Regions from separate parts of the Arachis hypogaea genome. Here region 2 is linked to region 1. A link is a contact called in public Hi-C data. All regions are on one chromosome and are shown on one strand. Each heading gives the region's core, a stretch centred on a gene start, on an enhancer-like site or on the middle of the called end of the contact. The rest is flanking DNA. Distances are from core to core; before and after follow the strand shown.

Region 1 (6,449 bases), core at 1,927-4,426:
CCCTGCTGCACGCTCTTCTTCTTCTCCTTCGTCTTCTTCTTCTTCTCCTTTTTTTCGTTGATTTTTCTCTTTCGTTATTGTCGTCACCAATACCACCACCACCACCTCCTCCTCCTCCTCATCTTCCTTTTTCTTTTCTTATTGGACTTTCTTCTCCTCCTTCATTTTCCTTCTTCTCCTCCGTCATCTTCATTATCATGACCATCATCGTTATAGTTATTATCGTCTTCTTCTTATACGTATCGTCATTATCGTTATCGTCGTTATTGTTATCATTATCATAGAATTTTTGCCATATTGATGACGTTGCCTGATCCAAAATTTGTCATAGAATTTTCTCAAGTTTCTTCTTGTTTTACTCTTTTAACAAGAATAAAAATAAAAATATTACATAATATTACAAAATTACTTGGAAGAGGATGAATCTACATTCATTCAACTAAAAAAAAGAAAGAAATAAGGAAAAAAGAAGAAAAAATACAGCATTAAAGAAAATATTTTTGTGTATTTATAACAAATTTCGGTGTAAAACTAAGATATTTTTGTATATTGTTAAGAAATTTTGGTGTATTTGTATTGACAAGTTCAGCATAATTCAAAACTCTTCATTTTTCTCCTCTTCATCTTTTGTTGCTTCTTCTTCTTTTTCATCTTCATCATCGTCATCTTTTTTTATTCATCTTTTTTCTTTTTGTTTTACCTTCTCAAATTTCTTCTTATTTTACTCTCTTAACAAGAATACAAATAAAAAAAATCAAACAAAGAAGAAGAAAAAATACATAATGCTGCAAAATTACTTAAAAGGGGATGAACCTACATTCATTCAACTAAAAGAAAGAAAGTAATAAAAAAAAGAAGAAAAAAATACTGCATTAAAAAAAATATTTTTGCGTATTTATAGCAAACTTTTGTGTAAAACTAAGACACTTATATATATTGTTAAACATTTTCGGTGTATTTGTACTGATAAATTCTGCATAATTCAAACTTCTTTCTCTTCCTCATCGGATCTTCTGCTGCTTCTTCTTCTTTTTCATCATCATCATCATTATTTTATTTTTTTCTTATTCATTTTTTCTTCTTATTTTATCTTCTCAAGTTTATTCTTGTTTTACTTTCTTAACAAGAATAAAAACAAAAAAAATCAAATAAAGAAGAAGAAAAAATACATAATGCTACAAAATTACTTGGAAGAGAATAAACCTATATTCATTTAAAAAAAAGAAAGAAAAAATAAGAAAAAAAAGAAAAAAATACAGCATTAAAAAATATTTTTGTGTATTTATAGTAAATTTTGGTGTAAAATTAAGACATTTATGTGTATTGTTAAGAATTTTTAGTATATTTGTACTGATAAGTTTTGCATAATTCAAAGCTCTTCTTCTTCTTCTAAAATACATAATGTTGCAAAATCAATAGAAAAAGAAGGACAAAAAAATGCAACAACAACAGTAGTAATAAAAAGAACGACGAAGAGGTGAAACAAGTGAAGAAAAAGAAAAAGGAACGCGAAAAAAAGGAGGAACACAAAGGAGGAGGAGGAAGAGGAAGAGGAGGAGGAGGAGGAGAAATGCGGGATACAAACGTCGAAAGAGGAACGACGTAATTTTCCGCTCGTGTTATGTGAGTGGATTTGATTGAGTTGGGGTTAACCTGTTTGAACTTATTTGCTAAAAAAGCTTGTATGTGTAGCAGGACTGTATAATAATAATATGATAATTGAGAATATTAAATGAAAATCAGGAATAATTAGTTATTCTGTTTTTAGATTTAAATTTTAAATTTGGATGAGATCCTAACAGATTTTGTTTCAAATGGAATTGTGATATGATATGATTCGTAAGATTTCAAATTGAAATAAGACAAGATATGATTCAGTTTTACAATCAATAACAAATCTCATACTATATATATGTAAGACAAGAGTTGAAGAAATACACTAATACACAAGAATTTTTATTCCTTTATCTATACATACATAAAGATATGTGAGTCTAATTCTTGGAGAATATTTTGTTGATTTGTAACGATTTGCAAGAGGTTTTTCAATTCAGATCAGATATCAATTGGTCAATGAGTTGACACTAAATATTAGTCTCGGTGTGGATACGCATAGCGCTTTCTGTACCATCGAAAGAGAAAATTTGTTTTTACTAGCATACTCGGGTATTTATATCTAACATATTAGAATAAAATTTAAGTACAAAATAGATTTTTAGAATTACTTTCTTTTATTCTGTTGCGTGCGTGTTATGAACACATAAAAAGTCTAATTTACTCTCCTTTTTTATATAAAAATTTGAGAAGAAAAATATAATAATAAAAAATATAATTATAAAATTTTGATATGAATAATAAAAAAATAAAAAATAAATTGTATTTTTTATTAGTATCTTTATGTTCTTCTCGTTAAAAATTCATAAAATACACTGTGTTTTATATGTTAAATATGATTTTGTGTCTCTATATTTCTATCTTAGTCTCTGTGTCTCTGTATGTGTGAACGTGTAATGTGAGTGAATTGTAGTGTTGTATTGTCATGTCTAGAGTTGGAGGCTGCTAAATCTATCTGACAAAAAAAAGGTAAAAATTATTTGGATTAGTCTAGTAATTAGCTTATTAGTCTACTTAAATAAATGTCGTTAATTTAAATTTCATCTTATACATATAATAAATTATTGATTAATAACAAATTCTTAAATGTAATTATAATTTATAACGAATTAATTTTTAATTTGTCAAATGAAAAAAATATTGTAAAAAAATATTTAAGAGTTTAAATAATATGTTAGTTATAAAATTTCTTTAGGTTATTATATATATATCAAGGAACCAGAGAGATTAGATTTTGGATCCTTTAAAGTTTGAATTTCACTTTAAAGAGTAAAGTGTGATTTTTCATCATTTATTTCATAGATGGGACTAATAATAAATATGAAATAGAAATTATTTAAGGATAAAAAATTACACTTTATTCTCTAAAATAAAATTTAAACTTTAGGAGATCCAAATCCTGAGAGATTAGTCCAACAATCTTAGAATACCGGTCGAATGTAAAAAAAAAAAATAATTAAAAAATAAAAGAAGGAAACATGAATACATGATTGGACCCACATAAATGTCGATGTAGTAATGTAGTTATAGCTTTTGGCCTTTCTTTTGGTTATATAATGAAAGGGCATTCTTCACCCCTACTAGTCCCTACAACTACCACACGCCCTCTCTTATTTGTGTCTCTTTCTCATTCTCCTTCTTTTCTTGACTCCCAATACATTATTTCTTTTTCTTTTTCTTCATTAACTTATTTCATTTATAGTTTCGATATGAAAGAGGGTGGTAGGAAGCAGGGTTCAGCCTCACCTTGTGCTGCATGCAAGCTTCTCCGCCGAAGGTGCGCCGCGGATTGCGTCTTTGCGCCGTATTTCCCGGCCGACGAGCCTCACAAGTTTGCAAATGTGCATAAGGTCTTTGGTGCCAGCAATGTCAACAAGATGCTTCAGGTTTCTTCTTCAATTCATCATCATCTTTAACCATTATTAATTATTTCCCCATGGATTTTTTTTTTTAATTTTTACTATTGTTGAGGAACATTATTGTTGTAGGATCACTCACTAGTGTTTATTATAATATAGTTTTTCAACAAATGATATGCCAATAGCATTTGTAAAGAATTTAATTTAAAAAGGAACTGAATAATATTTTTATGTATTTATTTTGTTTTATATATTCAGGGGATTGGTAGATTATCACTCATATGCATCCGTCGTTATAACACTAGTAATGACTTATATGTAAGTTGAAGATAGACTAACGCAGAATTTAACTAACTTATGCTTTTTTCATATATTTTAAGAGTAATAATATAATTTTTTTAATATATTTAATACATTAAAATAAAAATATATATTTTAATATTTTTTGATAAAGCATTTTTCTTGTAATACTTAAAATGTACTTTTAATACACAAGTTAGTAAGCTTTTAAAATAATAGACTTCTTCACCCTATTTGGATAAAGAACAGCAAATAAGACAGGTAAATGAAAAAGGAAGTAAGTGAGATAAAGATGCTTAAAATATTTTTTTTAAAAAAATTTTTTAGTAATTAAAATTTAATACATATAATCGATTAAATTAGATTATTTTTATTAAAAATAGATGGGATAAATCGTTTTAGCTAAAAAAATCAGTAAATTAAATTTTGAATCGGTCTAAATTAATTTATTTTTATAAAAAAATGACTAAAATATTTTTATTATAAAAAATGACTAAAATATTTTTATTACATATTTTTAAAAAATTTTAAATTCTAATCATTTTCTTCTCTTTATGTCGTCATAGGTTAGGATTTAGTAGAATTTAGAACTTTTAAAAAATATATATATAAGAATATTTTAGCTAATTTTTATAATAAAAGTATTGTAGTCAGTTTTTATAAAAAATATTAATTTAAATTGGTTTAAAATTTGGTTTGTCAGTTTTTCGGTCAATTGATTTGTCTAATCTAATTTTAACAAAAATAACATGATTTAATCGATTATATATATTAAATTTTAATTATTAAAAATATCTTTAAAAAAAATATTTTAACCGTGTGGATTCAATAAAAAAATATTTGTGTATGTTATTTTACATACTTGTTTTAAGTTTGTTACTTTGTTAGTATTAAATGGAATATAAATTTATTCTGAGTAACATCCATTTTATTTTACGATAATAAAGTCTAAAGTAGAACATGTCTTTATCTTTTTTAATAATGTTTTATATATTATATTTGTGAATATTTTTTTTTATTTTTTTTCTTTTGATAAAAAAATTGAAAGAAAATAAAATATTTATTTTTTATATTATAAAAATATATGAAAGAAAATATAAAAAATATATTAATTATTATTTTTTCTTTAGCGTTAGCTAGGATTTTGACTTTTTTGAGTTAATGGTAAAAAAATATTTCGGAGTTAGCCAAAACCACATACCATATATATGACTTTTTTCTTTTTTAGTAGCACTTGAAATATTAGAAAAGCCAAAGAAAATTAGGCGTTCGGCGCATTGAAATCTCAAGGTACGTCCTTATCTATTTGTCCCACATCTTTTGGTCTGCCATGTGGTTCGTATAAAATATATAATTACAAAGAATTAAAAAAAAAAAAGAAAGAAAAGAGAGAGAACCAATACTTTGACAAGGTTTGTGCTTATCTTTGTTTAATTATTGTATATTTGAAATATTTAGCGTAAATGTCCTTTTCAGTTTTTATCGTTTATTTTTGTTCAAACGACAACACGCTTCTCTTTAATTTAAAAACCTTTAATTGATTTTTGATTATTTAAGTAATTAATTTAAATGGTCACTGGATTAAGTGATCATAAACCGCAATAACAATTTACTATTTATATGAGCCACTTAAATAATTATTTGAATTGTTAGAAATGATCAAAATGACATTTATTTAAAAAAATAATATTAGAAATACAAAAAAAATTGTCAAAATTTATTTTATCTAATTTTTATATTAAATAAATTTTGATTATATTTTATTATTTTTTTTATTATCAAACATCTTCGTATTCCAAAAATTTATTTGAAGTTTGTTTAATTTCCTATCATATGGTTGCCGGTTGGGGTGACCCAATTAGAGTCCCTTAACGTGATTTTGGCATCCAGATTCAATGTCAATCACCAAGTGTTAACAAGCAACGCGATTTTGAGAACAATATCTTCACTTTCTAACAATATTTGAAAAAAAGTTATGTTAAGTAATCAATAATTTTTTTGAATATGAATAATTATCAATCAAATCAAAATATACTATATTTTTAAATTATCTATTTAAATTTTAATATTAGAATAACTATCCATACATCTAATGAAATGAACATCAAGTATATCTATTGTTCACATTGTTTAATATTTTCATTGTCTATATTTTTTCTTAAAAAAAAAAGGGAAGTTTGAAGCTAACAAATTCTGCTTCTGCGCCACGTGAAGCTGTCTGCTTGGTGCCCATTTTTCTAATGAAGCAAAAAAAATGAATTGCTTATTTCTTTGTCAAAGTCCTTAGCTTTTGGTTAACGAAAGATATGTGAACACGCATTAAGTTGATGTAATGTAGTTAAGGAGTTTAATTTTATTATGCTGTTCTAATATAGAACACGTTGTTTATGTAGGTTATCATATATTTAGACTTGACTGACTCAAATTTTTTAAGCGCTAGCTTTATATCATAAGTCTTATATTTTTTAAGATTATAATTTTTAGATAATTTTTAAGCATGAGACATTTCTCATTCCTTGAACTAACTTTTAGAATTGAATTAATCCTGTTAAATTTTAATTCTAATATATTCGATTTAATATATCACTTATGTACAAATGTTCATTTTTCAAATAATTATTTTTAAGTGTAAAAAAAATATTATAAATTATAAATCTCTCAAGAAATTTAGAAGAA
Region 2 (6,449 bases), core at 1,390-3,889, 250 kb before region 1:
CCATGAATTAATGTTGATGGAATTGAATTTAATTACAGCATTGGGAGCTTGGGAAAGGAACTGAAGGAGGCTGGTGTACAAAATGTGACGGTTAAAACGGTTACATTCACCGGGACTCAAAACGGAGTACGAATAAAGAGTTGGGGTAGACCCAGCACAGGATTTGTGAGAGACGTCATTTTCCAAGACGCAATCATGGTCAACGCTCAAAATCCCATTCTCATTGACCAGAATTACTGCCCGGACAACGAGGGCTGCCCCGGTCAGGTTAGTTCCAGAATCCAGACTCTTTTTTGGGCCTACGCTATGATAAAAGTCTGATTTTGTTTTTCTTTTATAGGCCTCTGGAGTGAAGATCAGTGATGTCACATACAAAAATATTCATGGAACATCAGCGACAGAGGTAGCTGTGAATTTTGATTGTAGTCCAAAGAACCCATGCAGTGGCATAAAGTTGGAAGATGTGAAGCTCACCTACAAGAACCAAGTTGCTCAAGCTTCTTGCGTCCATGCCGCTGGAACCACGTTGGGTTCAGTTCAACCAGAGAATTGTTTATAAATTAAAGTAAAATGTGCCAGGAAGAATGCACTAAGAACTTTACGGAGGAAAACAGAAAATTCTTATTAAGATTCTTATTATTATCGATTTAATTGTCCTCATAGTCATAAACTCAAAGGATTAGAGTGGCATATAATTAAGTTTAAAGTTTATCACTACTATAATACATTTTTTTTATTTACTGGGTATACCCATCATCTTCTAGTACAAAAACCCGGTTCATTGTATGGGCCCGTGGCGTTTGTATGAAGCCCATTGGGATAAACGGAGCCTGGTCATACAAATTGATATGGGCCGTAGAAAGGAGATATGCATCATATGCTTAATTGTAGCATGATTATATTTCTTCCCAAGTATATTTGCATAATTTTATCAATGAAAAAGCAGAGTATACAGTATACATATTATTATTATATGGAATTTCTTCTTATTTTCATGTTTAAATTTGTTTCTACTCAAATTAAGTAGAGACACTGCTGGGAAGCGGTACAGAAAGATAGAAATGCAATCACCGCAATATACAATTAAAATACATGGCAAGCGTATTAATACTTTCTGACCTAGTCTCACACGAATTATATTTGATTAACAATTGGATTCTATACTCACAAAAAAACGAAAAACTCAATTATAATTGTGGATAATTAGATAGTTTAATAAATTTACCGAGAGGGTAAATTTTAAAAAGACTTTTGGCGCATTTTCCTTTTAAGTAATATACTGTATTTAATAAAAAGTCTAGTAATTGCATAAAAGTTGCTTTAATTTATATTAATATTAATTAATTATATTAATATGAAATATTTGAATTTAGCTTATATACTTTGTTTATATTTTGTATAATATATTTTTTGACTTTAATTTAGTTACATATTTCCGTATTAACTCAATATATAATGCACACAGCATCCACCACAGTTTAAGTGTTAACCATTTTTTATTTTTTCTATGTATTTTCGGATTCATGTCGTTTCGGTTTATAAACTCTCCTAGAGAGACAATGAAAAATTTGAATAATATGTATAATGGATTAATTTATTGACCTACCATAGATTAAAAAATATATATATCTTTCCTAAACTCTAATAACAAAAAACTGTTATTCTCACTTTTAAATTTTAATCATTTTCTATTTACTACCAAATCTCCCAAAATATATGATAAAATAACTATCAAATTTTAAATTTTAAATCTCTTAATTTTAAATTTCAAATTTTAACAATGTGACACCCTGCAGTTTCACTGTCGCATCCATGCCTTCTTCACCCATACTTTTCTCTCATGTGTTCATTAATAGATCTTCAGTTCAATAAATTGACAAATAGTTATTGTAATTCTTACGAACATGATTAGTTTAAACATATATAATTAATAAATATTAGATGTTCATTTTATTAAGTAGTCAGATGATTATTTTAATTATTAAAAATTATGAAAAAGATTAAGTTTTTCTGGAATCCAGAGAAGATTTAAAGTTATAGAATTTATAAATAATATAGCTACTCAAATAGATTTTTCGAATTTTGTTCTGTAAAAACTGTTGTACAAAGAAAGTGAAATGTTTTATTACTAATCCTAATTATTATTGGTCTCCATTAATATGGTTATGAGAAGTGATTCACTTATGATACTGCCAGCCTTTTCTATTCCTTGTTTATGGCAGATGAAAATGGAGTGACGGTGAAACACACCAGTTGCAGGAGGGGACTGCACGGCCGGCGCGTTGAGATACTTCTAGTGAGTAATGCAAAATGTGCGACGGTGTTGCTCGTACGTTGGTGGGTCGCATAGCGGCACGGTTCGATACTCTGGCAGCAGCGACTAATGTTGCTGTCAGAACTTTTACCGGTGAGAAGGGAAAAGATTGAAGAAGAAGAAATTCACATGAAATCGTTTTTACCGTATACATAACTGCAATTCTTATTTGTTTTGAATTTTAAAAATTGTTAATAATTAATCAATTTAATTATTATTTGATGTTAATTTTAATTTTATTTCTATTTTCTCATTTTAAATTTTGATTTTAATTACTTTAAAATTTTTTATCTATAGGACATAGGATAGAATTGAATGTTTCCTAAAATGGAAGTAAAAACAAAAAAGAAAAAAGAGAGTAGTCAATACTCAATAGCGAAAGCTTGAAGATGTAGACGTGGCAGTTAAAGAGAAAAAGAAAGCACGTCAAGCTTAAGACAGAGAGGGGGAAGGAAAGAATGAAGAATTTTTATTTGCTTCCATTCCTTCTTCTTCTTCTTCTTCTTCTTCTCAAGTTGGAATTTGATTTTGATTACTGTTTGGTATAGCGCACTATGAAGGAAGAAGATGATTGTTGGTGCACTCAACTCATCGATGAGAAAGGTAACTTCAACGTTGATGGCCTCCATAGCTTCATCACCAGCACTAACTTCTCTCACTGTGCCCTTTCTTATGCTGTCGTTTCTGTCATGGGTCCTCAAAGTAGCGGTAATCTACTTTCTCTTCTTTCATTCACACATTTTCTCAACTTTCATCATTCATTCATTAATTCGTTGTTCGACTCATGAGCAGGAAAGAGCACCTTACTCAATCATCTTTTCCACACAAATTTCAGAGAGATGGATGCATTTAAGGGAAGGTTAGTTGTTTATCTCTCAAAGCTATTGAATAGAGACATGAGTACAAATAACGTTTCTTAATTGAATTTGAATATCGCGTGTATTGTTGTAGATTTCAAACGACCAAGGGGATTTGGATAGCCAAATGTGTTGGGATTGAACCATTCACAATTGCTATGGATTTAGAGGGTACTGATGGAAGAGAGAGGGGTGAGGTAATCTATTCTATCTTAACAGAATCTTCCTATTAATCACCACAGTATATCATTGAGATTTTGAATAATTGTTTTTACATGTTTGTATTGGAGCTCATCATGCATGCCACAACTCCATCACTCCTGTTTCTGTGGTTTTAAACCTAACATACAGGATGATACCGCTTTTGAGAAACAGAGTGCTCTTTTTGCTTTGGCAATATCTGACGTCGTTTTGATAAACATGTAAGTTTGATCATGAAATGTACATACAGCAATCTTTGCAAATCCTGTTTTCCTCATTTCCTTTTGAGTTAAAACTTAAAAGTAGTAGTAGTTGGATTCAAGAGTATGTGAAAAAAAAAAAACTTTACTTCATGGAATAATATGGGAAATTTGGAGGCTAGACAAACTTGAATTCATTTTGAATTATTGTTCAATGTTGAAGACTCCTTTTTATTCACAGGTGGTGTCATGATATAGGCCGGGAACATGCTGCGAACATACCACTTTTGAAAACAGTTTTTCAGGTAACTTTGCAGCCATGAAGAAGTCTCCTCTAGCTGATATTTAGTTTTATACAATTTAGTCTTTTCTTTTATCTGTAGGCCATGATGCGTTTATTCAGCCCGCGCAAGACGACATTACTTTTTGTCATTCGTGATAAAACAAAGGTATATAATACTATTTTCCTTTCTCGATGCTACATATATGAAACCATTCACGAGCCTTAACCTAACAGTTATTTGTCCTTGACAAGGGATCAAGCCTTTATGATCAATTAGTCTTAGGATCATTAATTGCTTCCCATTCTTCTAAATAAAGTTGAATTTTTCACAAGGTAGAGTAGTGGTCTCTTGCATGAACGGTTTATTAGATATATAGTCCTTGATGCATGAGAATGTACCCGTAGTTCTTTGTTTTATTTGATGTTGATAATTTTTCTGGCAATCTGTGCAGACCCCATTTGAGCATCTGGAGCCTATTCTAAGAGATGATATCCAAAAGGTGATAATTTTATTTCTTCCAAGTTTCTGAGATTTTTCTTTCCTATGGTTCTTCTTTTTCTTCAGCGGCATTTTAATTTATCTTGTGACATCAATATCAATTCCACAGATTTGGGATGCAGTACCAAAACCACAAGCTCATAAAAATACTCCTCTTAGTGAATTCTTTAATGTAAGAAGACTCTCTTTTCCCCAGCTCTTGTGTCACTTTAACTGTTGAAATTTGTCATATGTATGATAAATCATTTGAAATGAAGGTGGAGGTTACTGCTTTGTCAAGCTATGAGGACAAGGAGGATAAATTTATAACAGAGGTACCTTTTTTATGGGACAGTTCATGGGTTCTAGTAGCTTGTAAAGGCATACTGCATTTACCTTGTGCTGGAATGGTTTCTTATTGATACTTTTTTCAAAACATTGTCAAGGGTTCTTCTTGACATTGTTCGGCCTATAACTGTCAATGCAAATATTGAAATTCCGAAATCTATTTGGACTTCTTCCACGAGTTCTTTCCTTTGTCGTACAGGTTGCTCAATTGCGGAAGCGTTTCTTTCATTCTATATCACCTGGAGGTCTTGCTGGCGATCGGCGTGGTGCTGTGCCAGCTTCTGGATTTTCTATTAGTGCACAGAATATATGGAAAGTCATACGAGAGAATAAGGATCTTGATCTTCCAGCTCATAAGGTTTTTTATGATCCTATTTGGAAAAACTATTATAAAATGGGCTTTTTGCAAATTTGAGAGGTATCCCTTGCTAGATTATTTAACAGATAACGACTACAGCACATTTATTGATCTAAAGGTGGATACCTCTTTATTTTCTCGCATTCAAGACAAGGTTACTTCCTTATGAATCTAATTTTTGGGGTGTCATGTCATTGTGCATTGGTTTTAAATATTACCATTTTATTTAAAAGGTGATGGTTGCCACCGTGCGTTGTGAAGAGATAGCTGATGAAAAGTTTAGCCGCTTCTGCTCTGATAAGGTGCTCATCCGTTTCCCCTCTACTGTAAGTTGCATAAGAAGTTCTTGAAAACTAATATCATGCAATGAATTGGCTTAGGTTTGGTTGGCATTGGAGAAAGCTGTTCAACAAGGTCCAGTACGTGGTTTTGGGGAAAAGCTGAGCTCAATTATTGATGCCTATCTATCACAGTAAGATTCAGTTCTGTTGAAATTTAGTATTTAGTCGATAAAATTATGTTGAATAACTACTTGACTTGCTGTTTTATGTTGTACCTTAGTCAAAAAATATATCTGCTGTAAAAGCAAGAAAAAATATATTGGTGAATTAGAAGTTGGTAATGTGTCCAACTTGTCATTAGATCCTCTATTTTGTCAGTGAAGAAGTTTCCATATCATTGTTTTGGATTACTTTACGTCTTCTAAAACTTTTATATTTCTTTCTAGATATTGCTGATAACATGTTCTCAACAGATATGATGCAGAGGCAATGTTCTTTGATGAAGGTGTGCGAAATGCAAAACGGCAGCATTTGCAGTCCAAGGCACTTGATGTGAGGCTTCTTGTTCATAGAGTCCTATTCTGAGTTAATTATTTAATTCAGTTTTGATCTAATAAGATGACTTTTGCAGCAGCCCGGTGCTGATTACAATTCCATAATTTATATGTTCCAATAAACATATTTTATGCATTGCTTACAGTATTACAAGCTTAAACATTTCAATTAATATGAACTCTTACAGATTGGTCATAGTGAAACCATCTCTCCTAAAATCTTGAATAGTTAATTTCAAAATGCTTTGATGTTAGTGATCTGATATTGGATTTATTTAACTTATCCTTGTGGGAAATATACTTCTGTTTTTGAGCTTCCATGAGTGGTATGGTAAGATTTATATTGTTTTTATTGTCGTCTTTTCAGTTTGTGTTCCCTGCTTATACAACAATGTTGGGCCATCTACGTTCTAAAGCTCTAGATAGTTTCAAGATTAACTTGGAACAATCACTAAACAGTGGAAAAGGTTTTGCTGCAGCTGTTCGCATGTGGACTCGATCATCTATGCTTGAATTTGACAAAGCATCTGCTGGTAACATAATTCTTATGCATAGTACTGTATTCACCAAAAATT

Evidence for each region. A called contact is a pair of places that touch in the nucleus more often than the background predicts.
Region 2: a contact with region 1 is called in a Hi-C map of an unstated tissue, with 3 times the contacts expected there. The contact joins the promoter of LOC112796651 here to the promoter of LOC112796650 in region 1. A contact is called at or near these places in 5 of 8 Hi-C or Micro-C datasets (leaf and an unstated tissue).

The regions. Positions count from the first base shown.
Region 1 is chr4:33,989,681-33,996,129 of arahy.Tifrunner.gnm2.J5K5, reverse strand. It overlaps LOC112796650 (LOB domain-containing protein 4), which reads left to right and starts at 3,176. Exons shown (of 3, transcript XM_029297844.2): 1 at 3,176-3,500; 2 at 3,732-3,791. The coding sequence starts at 3,324.
Region 2 is chr4:34,241,864-34,248,312 of arahy.Tifrunner.gnm2.J5K5, reverse strand. It overlaps LOC112796651 (protein ROOT HAIR DEFECTIVE 3 homolog 2), which reads left to right and starts at 2,639. Exons shown (of 22, transcript XM_025839210.3): 1 at 2,639-3,022; 2 at 3,107-3,173; 3 at 3,266-3,368; 4 at 3,523-3,593; 5 at 3,814-3,877; 6 at 3,956-4,021; 7 at 4,308-4,355; 8 at 4,464-4,526; 9 at 4,612-4,668; 10 at 4,881-5,039; 11 at 5,273-5,341; 12 at 5,420-5,511; 13 at 5,794-5,872; 14 at 6,242-6,407. The coding sequence starts at 2,869. LOC112794273 (polygalacturonase-like) reads left to right here. Exons shown (of 4, transcript XM_025836365.3): 3 at 39-267; 4 at 341-820. The coding sequence ends at 559.